Linked DNA regions of Drosophila melanogaster: region 1 is linked to region 2. Evidence: chromatin contacts called from public Hi-C data. All regions are on one chromosome and are shown on one strand. The core of a region is the stretch at or near the end of the contact, and the rest is flanking DNA. Distances in the headings are between cores, read along the strand shown.

What was found. A called contact is a pair of places that touch in the nucleus more often than the background predicts.
Region 1: a Hi-C map of the Kc167 cell line shows a contact between it and region 2, with 4 times the contacts expected there. A contact is called at or near these places in 2 of 107 Hi-C or Micro-C datasets (the Kc167 cell line and eye imaginal disc).

Annotation. Positions count from the first base shown.
Region 1 is chr3R:18,925,547-18,932,259 of dm6, reverse strand. It overlaps Mpc1 (Mitochondrial pyruvate carrier), which reads left to right and starts at 3,601. Exons shown (of 4, transcript NM_001275791.1): 1 at 3,601-3,871; 2 at 3,946-4,065; 3 at 4,132-4,232; 4 at 4,602-5,264. The coding sequence starts at 4,004. The coding sequence ends at 4,762. CG42613 reads right to left here and starts at 3,064. Exons shown (of 19, transcript NM_001260256.1): 1 at 2,696-3,064; 2 at 873-1,116. Xrp1 (Xrp1,) reads right to left here. Exons shown (of 5, transcript NM_142504.4): 4 at 6,464-6,713; 5 at 5,411-6,355. The coding sequence ends at 5,756.
Region 2 is chr3R:18,588,485-18,595,350 of dm6, reverse strand. It overlaps qin, which reads right to left and starts at 4,324. Exons shown (of 10, transcript NM_142478.3): 1 at 4,122-4,324; 2 at 2,901-3,511; 3 at 2,530-2,610. The coding sequence starts at 4,251. CG7694 reads right to left here. Exons shown (of 4, transcript NM_142472.4): 3 at 4,924-5,234; 4 at 4,625-4,830. The coding sequence starts at 5,232. The coding sequence ends at 4,696. fray (frayed) reads right to left here. Exons shown (of 4, transcript NM_001300466.1): 4 at 5,892-6,866. CG14304 reads left to right here. Exons shown (of 9, transcript NM_142474.4): 5 at 1-149; 6 at 467-1,251; 7 at 1,304-1,509; 8 at 1,577-1,719; 9 at 1,778-2,550. The coding sequence ends at 2,333.

The DNA of each region.
Region 1 (6,713 bases), core at 2,352-4,851, 340 kb before region 2:
TAAATTAATGAAAAAATAACATAATTACAAAGTGCAGAAATTCTTAATATTTGTTGTTTTAGATATAAGGACATTTGCACGTTTCACTGTACTTTGGCATTCCTGTACAACGATTGATATTAACTTCTTATCGAAGGCTATTATCGTGATTAAAATGTTGCAAGCTTTCAGAGCCATTAACAACTGTGCAGTGTTCTTATCAGCCACAGTATGCAGCCCCCTACACCCACCCACACACCAAGTAACCCACAAAGGACACACGAAGAGAGAGAAAGAGAGAGAGCGCTAAAGAGAAAGTGCGTGTGTGTGTTTGTAGTAACGTGGTGTAAGTCCAGGGAAGAGACAAAAGAGAAATGTGTGGTTTTCTGTGCGAGTATATATGTGTGTGTGTGTGTGTTGCTATTTTACCACAAAAATGAGAGACGGTAAACAACGGACTTGACAACTCTTGGCTCCTGCCTGATGGTGATGGCTTTGGCTGCCGTCTGTGGTAGCGCTCAGCTCGCAATTCTCTCGAGGAGACGAATACGAAGACCGAAAATCACCCATTATCCAGTTTTATTTTATCATCAATTTTATTACACACAAAGTAAAGAGGCGCAGCCGAGCAGCAAGTTGATGATGTACCAGGCTATCAACATCAATGAAAAACGGCAACAACAACATCAAGAAGCGAAAGCTAGAGAGAAAGCGTCACACACACACACACGGGCACACACGCAAAGAGAGATGCTGAGAGGCGAGGATACAAAACACACGCCCTTTTGGTAGGAAAAGCCAAAAACTGAACGGAAACCGAAACTGAAACGGAAACTGAAACACTCGATTGACGACTTAGTGGCTAAGCTAATGCTAATTGCAGTCGTACTTACTTAGGGCTGCATCTATGGCTCCTTATCCTTATCTTTATCCGTATGCGTATCCTTTTTTTTTTTTGCTATTTGTATGTGTATATATATATATCCTGATCCAGTGACCGGGGCGAGGAATGTTTGTTGCTGAACACTTTCGTTTGCTTTGTATTACATTGGTATTATTATTTGGTTGTAAACTTTTGCTTTAGCACTTGGTTTCTCCACTTCTCAGCTTGGCATTTCACTCACTCGAGACACTTTCCTGTAGAAATCAAAGGATTTTCTTTTAAGGGGCGGTCCACTATGATTGTGCTGCCACGGATCTCGAACTCCTCGCACGGGTGGCAGTCGGGCGACTAAACGCAAATCACCTCATCTGCTTACGGGCCATAAAATAAATGTCTTACGAGTGCGCCTCAATTGACCGAACAATAAACTCAATTTGCATTGAGCTCTCTGCATTTGTGTGGGTGCGGATGATTGTGCCGTCTTGCGCTTGATTGAATCAACAGCAAGCAAGTGAACAGATTTGGATTCTGTTTAGCTCTCGGACACTTTAACAACATAGTACGGAGTACACAGTCGCACTGGATTAGTGCGCTTAAGTGCGCTTAAGAGGAGCCTTTTTAGCTATTTGCCTCCATTTGGCACTTATTCAATTGAGGCATTTTGGGGACATTTCGAAGATGCCAAGATGCGCCACCAGGAGCGAGTAATTATGTCCGGCAAATCTCGCCCAGGAAAACACAAGTGTCCAGCTAACGACAAAGACCTTCAAGGGCCGCTAAGTAGGTCGTCCTATATGGTTGGTCTACATGTATATTTGCTATACCCCAAACAGAGTGTTTGTTTCATACATCTTTTCTTTTACGTGTTTCACCTTTTGCTTTACGAATGAAATCATTTACCATTCTTGGTCTTTTGGGATTTAATATTGAATCCTAATTCTAATTATTTTATATAAATCGCTTTAATGTTAGTTGAGCACAAGTTTTAGTATGTCTTTATTTTACACCCATTTCACATAGTTACTTCCGCTACTTAGAAAACTGGTAAAAATCCCTTTAAAAAAATTCACAAATCTGGTTGCTTTGTGTTTCCCTTTCTTTGATTTTCAATTATATTTCTCGCTTTTCTTTGTCTGTTGTTGTGGTTGCTCTTTCTTGCTTTTCCCCATTTTCACGCTTCTTCTTGCTTCTGCTCTTGTTTTTGTTGATAAATTCGGATTTTTTGGGAGCGGCTCATTTGGTTTTCTCTTAAACTTTTCCTTTTTTCTCGCGTGGAAAAACATTTTTGGCAGACTTACTGGGGAAAATGTACGAAAATTTCATGCTTACTAGCAACAAATGTGGGAATACAAAAAAAAGTGACCATTATGTGTAGGATTGATTTTTCTTCAAATGGTTTTTCTTTTCAGGTTTTACTGAACTGAAGCTGCGGCAACTGATGACGCGTAGTCAACATTTAAAAATTTAAAGAAGCAAAATCTGTCTTTGTTTTGGCAATTCTTGGAGTTGGTTTCTTTGGGCATAATTTGAATTTTCTTTAGCTTTCCCAAGCACCGCACATGGAAAATGCTTGCAAAATGGCACACTGACCACATATAAACACTCGCACGCACGCACACACACAGCACACAAACGCACACATACACACACAGACACACACGGGGATTACAAGTTGGCAGAACAGTGGCAGCGAAGTCAGCAGCGGCATCGACTGCCAACACAATTTCCATTTGCCTATTCCGCTTTTTCACTTTGTTGTTGTTGTTGTTGTTATTTGGCCAGAGGATGTGGTGTGTTGTTGGTGCCAGGATTCCTTCGATAAGGACTATTTACCGAGCCAAGTTTCCTTTGAGCCGCCGTCGCTCTCGAGTCGCAAATTCACACTGAGCCGGAGTTTTGGATTCGGTTTTGGATGCTGGTTGCTTCGCACTCGGATGCTGCTGGTTGTGCTGCTTTGGTCTTCTGCCGCCGCGGCCAAGGACTCAGGCGCAGGCTGTCGGCGCAGAAACCATCGCCCCAATTCTCTTCGCCTTGGTCCTTTTAAGAGAGCCGGAAGAGCGCGTATTAAGTGAAGAGCGGAAGCGCGTGGTGGATTAACCACTTGAAAACCGTGGCGCCCGCACTTCAGCAAATGCGTTGCAAATGCACACATTACGTCCACTTGTAATTAGCGGGCTTAATGCACATCAAGCATCCGCTTTTCGGCGGATATAGGGAGGGAAGTCCCTGCGACAAGCCTATCGAGATTGCAAATCGAGTCGAGTGTTGCAGCGATCAGTATATGCCTGACACCGATCAAGCGCTTCAATGACTTTCAACGATAGTGTAATATATCGGTATAACTTACAGGATTTTAAATGAAAAAGCAACAAGATTAAACTCGTTTTAGAATAGCAATTAAATGTTTAATTTTCGATTGACTTTATAAATATTTAAGTTAATATTAATAATGTAATATAAATATCAATATACTAGATTTCTTGATATTTATGCGTAGAGCTTTGAAAGCATTGTATTGTTTTACACTGTTTACAATGCTAGAATATTTTTTTGTTATAAATATTTTATTAATAAAAGTCTTAGCATAGTGCCTGGGCACAAATTTGCCCAACTAAAATATTGCTGAAGGTTATGTTAACCACTTTTCAAAAAAAGATTTAAAACCTATCGCATTCGCTTCATTCGACGTCCATCTCTAAGTGTGACCCTTGGATGTGGCGATTGTACGGGCTATCGATAACTCCGACGCGACAGCGACGCGGCAGAGAAAACTCGTTGATGCCTTTCGTTTGACTAATTTTATATAACTTTCGGAGTGACAACACGGCCGACACATAAACAAAAAATATATCCTAGCTTGTGAATATTTAGGCACACACTTCACACACCTGCAACGCGGCCTGCAGTTCCAAATTCTTCGTGTTTTCGATCAAGGTGTTCCAGGCGGTAAACAAACAACAGCAACAACAGCTGGCACCACAAAAACAACAACAACACGGCGAACAACCTGTAAGACCTTGAGGGGATTTTTTTCGGATTTATATTGCGCGGCAATGGCAATCTAATCTAAATTATTCCACCAGGTGCGCTTCTGATTAACATTTCTGGTCAGATATATTCAATTAGCAAAGCGGTAGCATCATGTCGATCAGGAGAGCTATGTCCACAACGGCCTCAAAGGAGTGGCGGGATTACTTTATGAGGTCTGTTTGTTGGTTATCAATTGGCCTTATATGACTTATTGTAAATATTGCTTTTTATATCCACAGTACCCACTTCTGGGGCCCGGTGGCCAACTGGGGTATTCCGGTGGCTGCTCTCGCCGACACACAAAAGAGTCCCAAATTCATCTCCGGCAAAATGACATTGGGTAAGGATATCCCCCCTTGGGTTTTGGCCTCCATCTGGCATCCATACACGCGCGACTGGCATCGAAAGTTTTCGCTTAAGATGTCGTAATCAGAGCCGCTGTGATATGTTCTAAACAAATCACTCTATAATGCCTGATAAGCCAGATACGGAAACTGTCGAAACGTCTGCCGATAAGATTGCACAGAGAAAAAACTAAGCACAATTTGTCCATTTTACTCCATAATCCGATTCCATCGGAATAAGATGCCAGCGAGGCAATATGCACATAATGTAATGGAAATTATGACAAATTTTGCTTATAATTTGTCCTGTGCCTTTGCCTATGTAAATAAGTCTCCCAGAAATGCTTATCCTCGATCTTTTCCAGCTCTGACCCTGTACTCGTGCATCTTTATGCGATTTGCCTACAAGGTCCAGCCCAGGAATTGGCTGCTCTTCGCCTGCCACGCTACCAATGCCACCGCCCAATCGATCCAGGGTCTTCGCTTCCTTCACTACAATTACGGGTCTAAGGAGCAGCAGGCGTAAATGTAATCCTTGCCCCGAAATCCACTTCCCCGAGACGCGACGCGCGAAGCCACTTCAAATGTTTACCCAACAGCAGCAGCTATCGCAATTTACTGCCACCACACGCAACGAAGATCTAGCAAATTGCACTGCCGCAATCCCATTCAAATCAAATCCAAGTGGTGGAGTAATTGCCGTGAATCACACCCGCACAATCGGCTGAATCTCGAATCGCGAAGTTGTCGTGCCCCAGTAGCCGTTTTCGCTGGGGTCAAATTCCAATTCCAATTGAGTCTATACCCAACTTGTTACTTTGCCCATTTAGTTAATTCCGTTAGGCAGTTGATCAAAATTTTAAGTCGGTGCAATGCTTAGATTACGATTATATGAATATGGTTTAAAATCCAATAAAAGATATCAAAATCTAATTTTGTCTAGTGTCTGTCAATACAAAATGGTTGTAATAAAATTGTAACATTTAATCATTAAAATGAAGAACGTTATAGAACCCATTCAAATATACAAAGTTAGTTGATTTTGTCACGTTTATTGAAACATGCTTTTTATTCAAACAATTACGGTTATATAAGTTGATATCTGTAAAATATACATTTCAATTGTTCTTAACAATAGCATATTTTTTTGTTGACATTTTTTAAACTTTTTTTTGTTCATCAATGGGGTTAAAACATACGAACTCGTAATCATTTTTTTGTTGTGCTTTTTTTTTTTTTGATTACGCTTTGGACGAAAAACATATCCGTGGGTATAAAAATTTTTTAGTTTTCTCAAACATAATAAAAGTAAAATTAAAGTTAAACACTCCTCGCGCACTATGGGCGCCATCACTATGCCTAATAAGTGGCTTAACTGATGTCCACATGGAAATGGAAATTTGATTTCTGCTTCTCGACTTCTTCAACGACAACTTAACTAACTAAACAATTGGATGACGACGATAGGTACTATGACAGGCTTATGCTCCGCAATTTCTATTCTATGGCTACGAGAATCTCAGTCCTGCTCCTGCTTAACGTAAGTGCTCTTCTGCCGCTGGCGCTCCATCAGGTACTTCTTGAACTTCCGTTCCCGGGAGGCCACTTCGTCGGCCCGGGCACGCAGTCGCAGATTCTCGGCCAATAGCGTGTCCTCGGCGCGCTTCTCCTCCTCTTCGCGCACCTTCGTCTTCCGGCGCGATACGCGGCTCGCTTCGTTGTTCTTGAGTCTGTCCTGGTAGGCCTTCCTCTCCTCCTCGCTTTTCATGCTTGACATGAGCACGGGATCGGGACCGTCGGCATGATCCTTGGCAGGGCGACCGCGCTTCCGCTTGCCGCTGATTCCGCTGGCTGGCGAAGGGCTGAACACGGACGTACTGGCTGTTGAATAGGCGGGCGAGGTGGGAGCAGTGAGGAAGCCACCATAGCCGGTCTGGCAGGTGGGCGCCGCACAGCTGGAGCTGGCTGAGTAGTTGCTGTGTGGTGTGTTCGGCGCCGAGAAGTCGGTGGTAGTCTCCTCTTCGGCACTGCGTAGATCCTCTACGATGTCTGCATGGGTGCTGCTGCTGATGGAAGTGTTGCTGGTGCTGGTACTGGTACTTGTGGTGGGAGCCTCGAACTGCAAATAGGAGAGATTAAGTAAATTAGGCTGTGCTGGATATTTCGACTTCAAAAGAGCTGACAATTTTTCGGTACACCATTTAATCTGTTCTTTACAGATACTTACCCGATCATCATTCAGGAGCTGGTTGATAATCTCCGGTGTGGTCGGACTGAATGCTGGAGCTAGCTCGGTTTTGATCTGGAGCATCAGTCGGCTGCGCTTGGTGGGCTGCGACTCGACCGGGGCCGGAGCAGAACGCTTGATGTTGGTAATGATGGGGTGTTGGATGGGGGCTGGGATGGCCGCGGCGACGTCACTGCAACTGCTGGCAAAACTGCCGCTGACGTCCTCCACAAGGCCGAAGCCGAGCTCC
Region 2 (6,866 bases), core at 3,075-5,574:
GATGCGACTGCTGGCCAACAGGTGCTGCATATCCCGCTGCGCGCACTCATGGCCCACGTCCAAGAGCAGTCGCACTCCCAGTCGCAATTACAAGCGGAGTCGCAGGCACAGTCGCCACGTCACGATTTCGCCAAGGATGAGCCACTTGGGTAAGTTCTTTGCTTGGGAGGAGGAGCAAGGATCGTTGAGAGGAAACAAGTTGCTTAGGTCTTACCAACGCAATAATGATTCTCCCTTCTCAAGAAAAAAGTATTCTACGAGTTTATTTAATAAGAAAAACTATCTAAATTGATAGTGATGGTCTAAAGATAATCCACATTACTAAGATATATAAAACTGCTTAGTAAGTACACAAAGTACTCAATACGTCCTTCAAAAACTAATCATTTCTAAGTAACAAGTGCATCATGAAATCATAATTTAGCCTCCCAAAAGACCTTACTTTAGATCTGAACATTTCTTTTAGTTCCCCAGCACCACCGCAGTTTATAGACTATCTAATTGATGGGCCAAGACAATCGCTGGAGGAAGAGCAGCAGCACTCCCAGCATGAGCGACCATCGGCTCATCAGCCGCCCCAGCATGCCTACATCCTGGTGACCACGACAGCTCCACATATCGAGCATCAGCCTGCACCGCAAATGCATCCAGAGATTTCCACACCGCGTCCACCGATTCTCTATAACCAACAGCCCACACTTCGATTACGTCCCGTGCATACTTACAAGGCCACCAGGCGTCCCATTTACGTGACCACACCCGCACCCGCAGTGTCGCCGACTTCAAGTCACACGGTAGAGATTACGCCCAAATTTGTTTACGTTTCGGGGAAGCCTCCTACTGGCCAAAACCCAGAGTTACCGCTTAGAGAACCATCTACGGTAACGCCTATTAAACTTAAGCCCGTTTACAAATACGCCCATGAGCGCCCTCCATTAACGCCTGCATACGTACCAGAGGATCAGGATCAGCTACCAGATATTCGCACCTCATCACTGGCCGAAATCCTTCACAAGCTTCAAGCGAGCAATCATCTTCCGCAAACCCTAACACCCGACAACATCGACAACTCCATCAAAACATTGATCCGCATACTGCAAAATCTAAAGCAAACCCAAACCATTGTGGCTAATCCTCCGCAGCATCACGACGAGCACAAGTCCAGTGCCCAGGATTATGATTACAATACGGGCAGCGAAGAGGAACACCATTCTCAATCAGAGGAAGCGATTGCCAGACCCAAGGGACCAAGTGAGTAGCCTTTACTTTATTATGTTTCCCTATTTTATTTCCATTTGAATAGATAAACATCCAGGACCAAGCACTGGAAGACCTGGCATCGATTATCCGAACTATGCGGAGATCCCTCAAACCAGTTTTGAGTGCACCAAGCAACGCTACAAGGGATTCTTTGGCGATCCGGAGACCAATTGCCAGGTCTGGCATTACTGTGATCTCAATGGAGGAAAGGCTTCGTTCCTTTGCCCCAATGGAACCATATTTAGTCAGGTAAATGGGCGAACTTATGTTATACACATGTTAAGAATTAAACAATTAAAAACATATATAAAAACAGATTGCCTTAACTTGCGATTGGTGGTTCAATGTCAAATGTTCAACAACCGCACAACTTTATGTGCTGAACGAACGACTTTACAAGTACATTCTGCCTTTTAATCCAAAGTTCCCCGAGGACTACAACGGACCTATTGTGGATAAGTAAGACACTCTTATATGATTCGAAAGTATTAATTAACAAACGTGTCATTTACTTAAGGTATCTGGCAATGAAATTCCAGGAAATGGAGGAGAAGATGCGCCTGGAGAAACAACGCAAGGCGGCCCAAGAGGCACAGAAGCCCGAAGAAGCACCATCTACTCTACCTGCGTTGCCCAAAAATCACAAGCCAGAACCGAAACATGGTAGCGGAATAAATGCCCAGGTCTATGAGCAAAGCTCTGAGAAAAACTTGCTGATCGATGATGAGATAGATGATATTTCGGAGCGTGGGACCTACGATACGTACGACCAGACCGCACCCACAACTATAATGGCACCCACGAGCACCCAGGACACGCAGTCCTTTGTCCTTAAACCAATCGTAGTTTCCTCCACTCCACAACCGCTGCCAGAGATTGATTTCGAAGTTGAGCCAACAGCTCCAGGCAGCAGCGAAGAGGAGGATCACCTGCAAAGTCTAAGGGAAACTAAGGAAGCTGAGAAGAAAACGCGTGAATCCACAAAGGTGAGCGTGGAAAAGCTGGAAGTAATCGAGATCAAAACCGATGGAAACACCGGACAACTAATGCCCATCAAGAGCAGTAGCAAATGAGCATTTTGTGGAGAGGATGAATAGCTCTTGCCATATTTGTAATGAGAAATTTGTTTGCGACTTGGTTGTATAATCCCTAAATTATTCTTAGCGAGCAAGTACTGTAAATAGCTAGCTGTAAATGCAACTGTATACATACCTATAGCTATAGTGAAATAAAATCTGACAAGTAAGTAAAAACGATCATAGCACTTACCTGTTTGCCATTGAGGACATGAATATGAGCCATGTTGAGTGAGTTTAAAGTCGTGGGAATCTCGGAAGCATAGCTTTGATTCTGTGGAAGAAATCAATTAATATTAGGTGGATTATTATTATTAGATTAATCACGATATTTCAAGTTGCTAGTGCGCAACGTAATGGATTTATAAGTACAATGCCACAATTTATGTGTACCTCATAGATATGTAAATTCTAAAGCATGTACGTTTTGTAAGCTAGCATTTGAAACCATATTGTAGATCTCAAAACTAACGTGCTTAAAATCTTATTCAGAACATTTAAATAAGCAATTACATATACAAATATGGCAGGGAAATGTTTCAATATTTCAAAAATTATACTAACAATCTCGATTAGCTTCCGTATGCGATGCCCGCTATGATGCACGGTGGAGCAAATTTGGCAGTGGGATCGGTAACACTTCATACAGTACTTGTCTTTGGGCATTCGGTGATGGATGCAAAGGTTCTGACTCGGCAATGTGAAGTACTGATCCCCCACTCTGAGTTTCTTGCTGAAACTACTGTCCTGTTCCGTAGAATTGCGAAAAATATGCGACTTTAGTACGCGACTACGTTTGTGGACAGCATCAAAGCAACGGCGGCAGTAGAAGGCATTGCATTGCCTGCACTCTCCGCTGGCAGTGGCATTCCCGCACTCGCTGCACTTGACGGTCTGGACAATCTCGCTGATCGAACTGGGGCTCAGCGATTGGTTTGCCGAGTCCTTGGCAAATGGCAGAAGGTAGCTGAGGCTACTGGTCCTACCCAGCACGTGGTAGTTTAGTTCGTACAAATCGCGCAAATTGGCGACCGACTTGCAGTCCGATCTCTTGGCCACAATCGTAGGAGGAGCTGGACTATGGCACACGGCGCACTTCGGATCCAGGCGATCGTTCCACAAGCAGCTCTCGCAGAGAGTATGACCGCATCCCAGTAGAAAGGGACGATGATTGTCTGTTGATTAAAAGCAGGTTTCAAGTTAAGCTTTGAAAATATCGTACTAACAAAATATGAAATAAACAGTCGTTTAGATCCCATCTGACAATATTAATTGGTTCGAGAACAATATTTGTGCTAAAAAAAATTGAACTGCAGGGTTTATTTCATTACCCAACATAAACATTCATAAACTTGTGCATGCATACATATATACATATGCACATACATATGTAAAATTACTGTACACCTGTTTAGAATCAGACGCCAAAGTGAACGGAAAAACTTTTGCAGTAATGTGAGTGAGTATCTTCAAAACGGCTCTTCATGTTTGGCTCTGGCTTCTTATTTTTCTTAAATATGTTTCAATTCATTTAACAAGTAACCTTTCAAGCTGCCAGCAGCCTTTTTACTACATTTTAGTTAACGTTTTTACACTCCTTGTACTATTTTCCATTTTTCTTGCCTGAACTTGTCAAGCTTTCATGGTGGCAACACTTGTTCAATAAGTGATGCAGCATTTGCCATTGCTTATACCAATTGTAGCCCCCCACAGTCTAAAAAGTTATGAATTGAAAAAGCCAATTATGTTTGGCCAAATTCCTATGCCACACAGTTGAGCACTTACCTTCTTCAGAGTTCGTATTGTATAAGTAAGTAAAACATTTTGAACATTTTGGGCACCGCAGAAGATTCTGCAGATTGGACGCCACAAACTTGGGATCAAAGGGCTTTATTCCACTGTCGTCGGCAATCATGATCGAATCTTAGCACGAGCCGACGGGAAATACTGCACTTTAATTACTACACTTTTATTTAATTCCCGACTTCCAAGCTGTCACACGAAGAACAGTTATTCAAGCACGCCGGCGAAAAGGAAGAGGGAGATGGTGATGGCAGCCCTTCGATGACAGTATCGATAAGATTGCTCCAAAAAATATCGAAGGCAATTATCAATAAAGTGGGAACAGTTAGTCTCAGTAAAAGTGGGAAGAGTATTTGATGGGCATTGTCAGTGAATAGTTCAAAAATGATCTCTTTAAAAGGCATATTCCAAATAAATAGATAATTATACTTACTTTAACATAATAAACGGACGACACCAATCTCTTCCCAATAAAAGACTTTTTTCCCTTAAGCACCTTTATTTTAACATACTACAAATTTGACCAAATACCGCTGTCGAATCGATTAACTCCAAGTTAGCCGAACATGGAATCCAAAAGAGTGTTCTCCCGCTCCCGTCGGTTAGCTTCATCCTGCCTAAACCTGCGCAACTCCTCGTAAACAGGATCATCAGTTTCCAGTTCATAGCGACACAGAGGACAGGAATTCGTCTGCAAGATTCAAAACAGAATATAGTTAATAGGAACATTTTTAAACATAAGCATAAGATTCTATTTTGATAACTTATCTACGTATGTATGTACCTTCTTCAGCCAGAGCAGGATGCACTCCTCGTGGAACTCGTGCTTGCATGGAAGGATCCTGTACTTCTGGCCCTCTTCAGCTGGCTCCTTGCACACAGAGCACTCCAAATCGCCGCCCTCGTCCGATTTGACGATTTCATGAACTGGTAGCTCCAGAATGGCTCGCTTGGAGGCCTCTGGCACCTCGATCTCCATATCGATGCCATTCATGATGGCCAAAACCTGAAGGCGCTTTAGATTTCTGGCCAAATCGTTTGCGCCCAGTGGTCCAGTGGGTTCATGACCCAGTTCCTCGAAGTAGTCGGACATGGCTGAAATTGTTGTAGCAGAAATTCGTAGATGGTAGCTTGATGGCAAAATCCTCAGATCCTAGATATATGTATACTTTCGAAACTTTCCACTTGATAATTTTGTACCTACATACATATGTAAATATCATAACTATTAGGAGCCAAATGTGATTTTTATTCGAGTTTCTCGTATACAATTGATAACAGTCTATCTGGGTTAAAACTCCATTTAAATTAATTTGTTGCAGCAACTTTATTGCTAAGTATCTAAGAGGTCTTTGCATTTAAAACGCTAGCAAGTATTGGTTTTTTTTCTAGGACTAAAATTCTTCGTTTAGTGGCTGGCAGCCCAGCAATGCTCTTTAAAAAGTCTAAAATTACAGGCATACACTGGCTTCTTTATTACGTGAGCTAGGACAAAGTCCACCCAATCAATGCTTCACTGTACTTGTTACTTATTCATTATTAGTTCTGCCAAAGAATGCTTAAGCAGTAAGAATATCTTATTCTGTCATCTTCTGAGCTTCATAAAGATGAATATTTGCAAAGGAGTTTTTTTTTTAAATTAACTTTCAATTTGATTTAAATTAAAAAGTAAACAATGCTTTTCCAACTGGAATCCCAAAACCAAACCAAAACAAAACCAATTCCATTCCAATGAAAACACAAAACTAAATTCCTTTTCGTTTCTATTTTTTTGTAATTTTCCTTTTTTACTATACGAAGTTTAAAATTATTCATTTTTAAAGTAATTGATTTACGATTTACTTCAAGGTAGTTTTACAGAGCTTGAATCATAGTTTCTACTCCTTTCTTCTCTCTCTCTGGCCTCACTTAAGTTTAAATCCTTTGCGATCTTATCGGAAAACTCATACATCATTTAGTGTAGGTATTCAGAGTAGTGGTAATTAATGATAAAATAAAATACAAAATAATAAGAGTAAAACAAAAACAAGACTTAGGCGCTACGATTTAAAAATTAGTAGTTTAAATTGCTAGAGAATAAATTAAAGACGCCTGGCGGGTGAGCGATTGGTAAATGATAAATAAAGGCAGGACTACTACATCAGGATCTACTGATTTCAGTGGGCTAATTAAAACCAAGAGCTATATATATATATAGACATACAATATATATATATATATATACGTGTGGGGTGTATGTACAGAGCTACTTAAAGACAAACGAAACGAATAAGTACACGATTCTTCAATTACTTTAGCGGGGCGAGGGAAAAGTGGGCTGGGCACATGGGTTAATTACAATGCGCATAGGATTTATATAGTACGTAAAGCATATATACAAATCCAGGGCGGGCCGATTTCCATGGTAGCATATATAAAATCCCAAGAACAATTTGCAGTATTTAATATTAAAGTTGTAGTACAATTTAGATCACTATAGGGGGTTACCAATTGAAAAAAACTTTAAGCAGAATAGTAAATATATCAATATATCAGTTGAAATCGACCCATCCTGTTTAGCATATATACCGTGTGTATAGATAGTTTCTCTATGTGGTAAACGATCGGCTCGCGTTAAGATCTATCACTAGCATATACAGTTAGTTCTAGTCTAGTGCTAAAAGCAGCAAACAGAAACGGCTCCAGTCGGGAAAATCCATGATCCCGAACCCTACCCTCCTGGCCTTA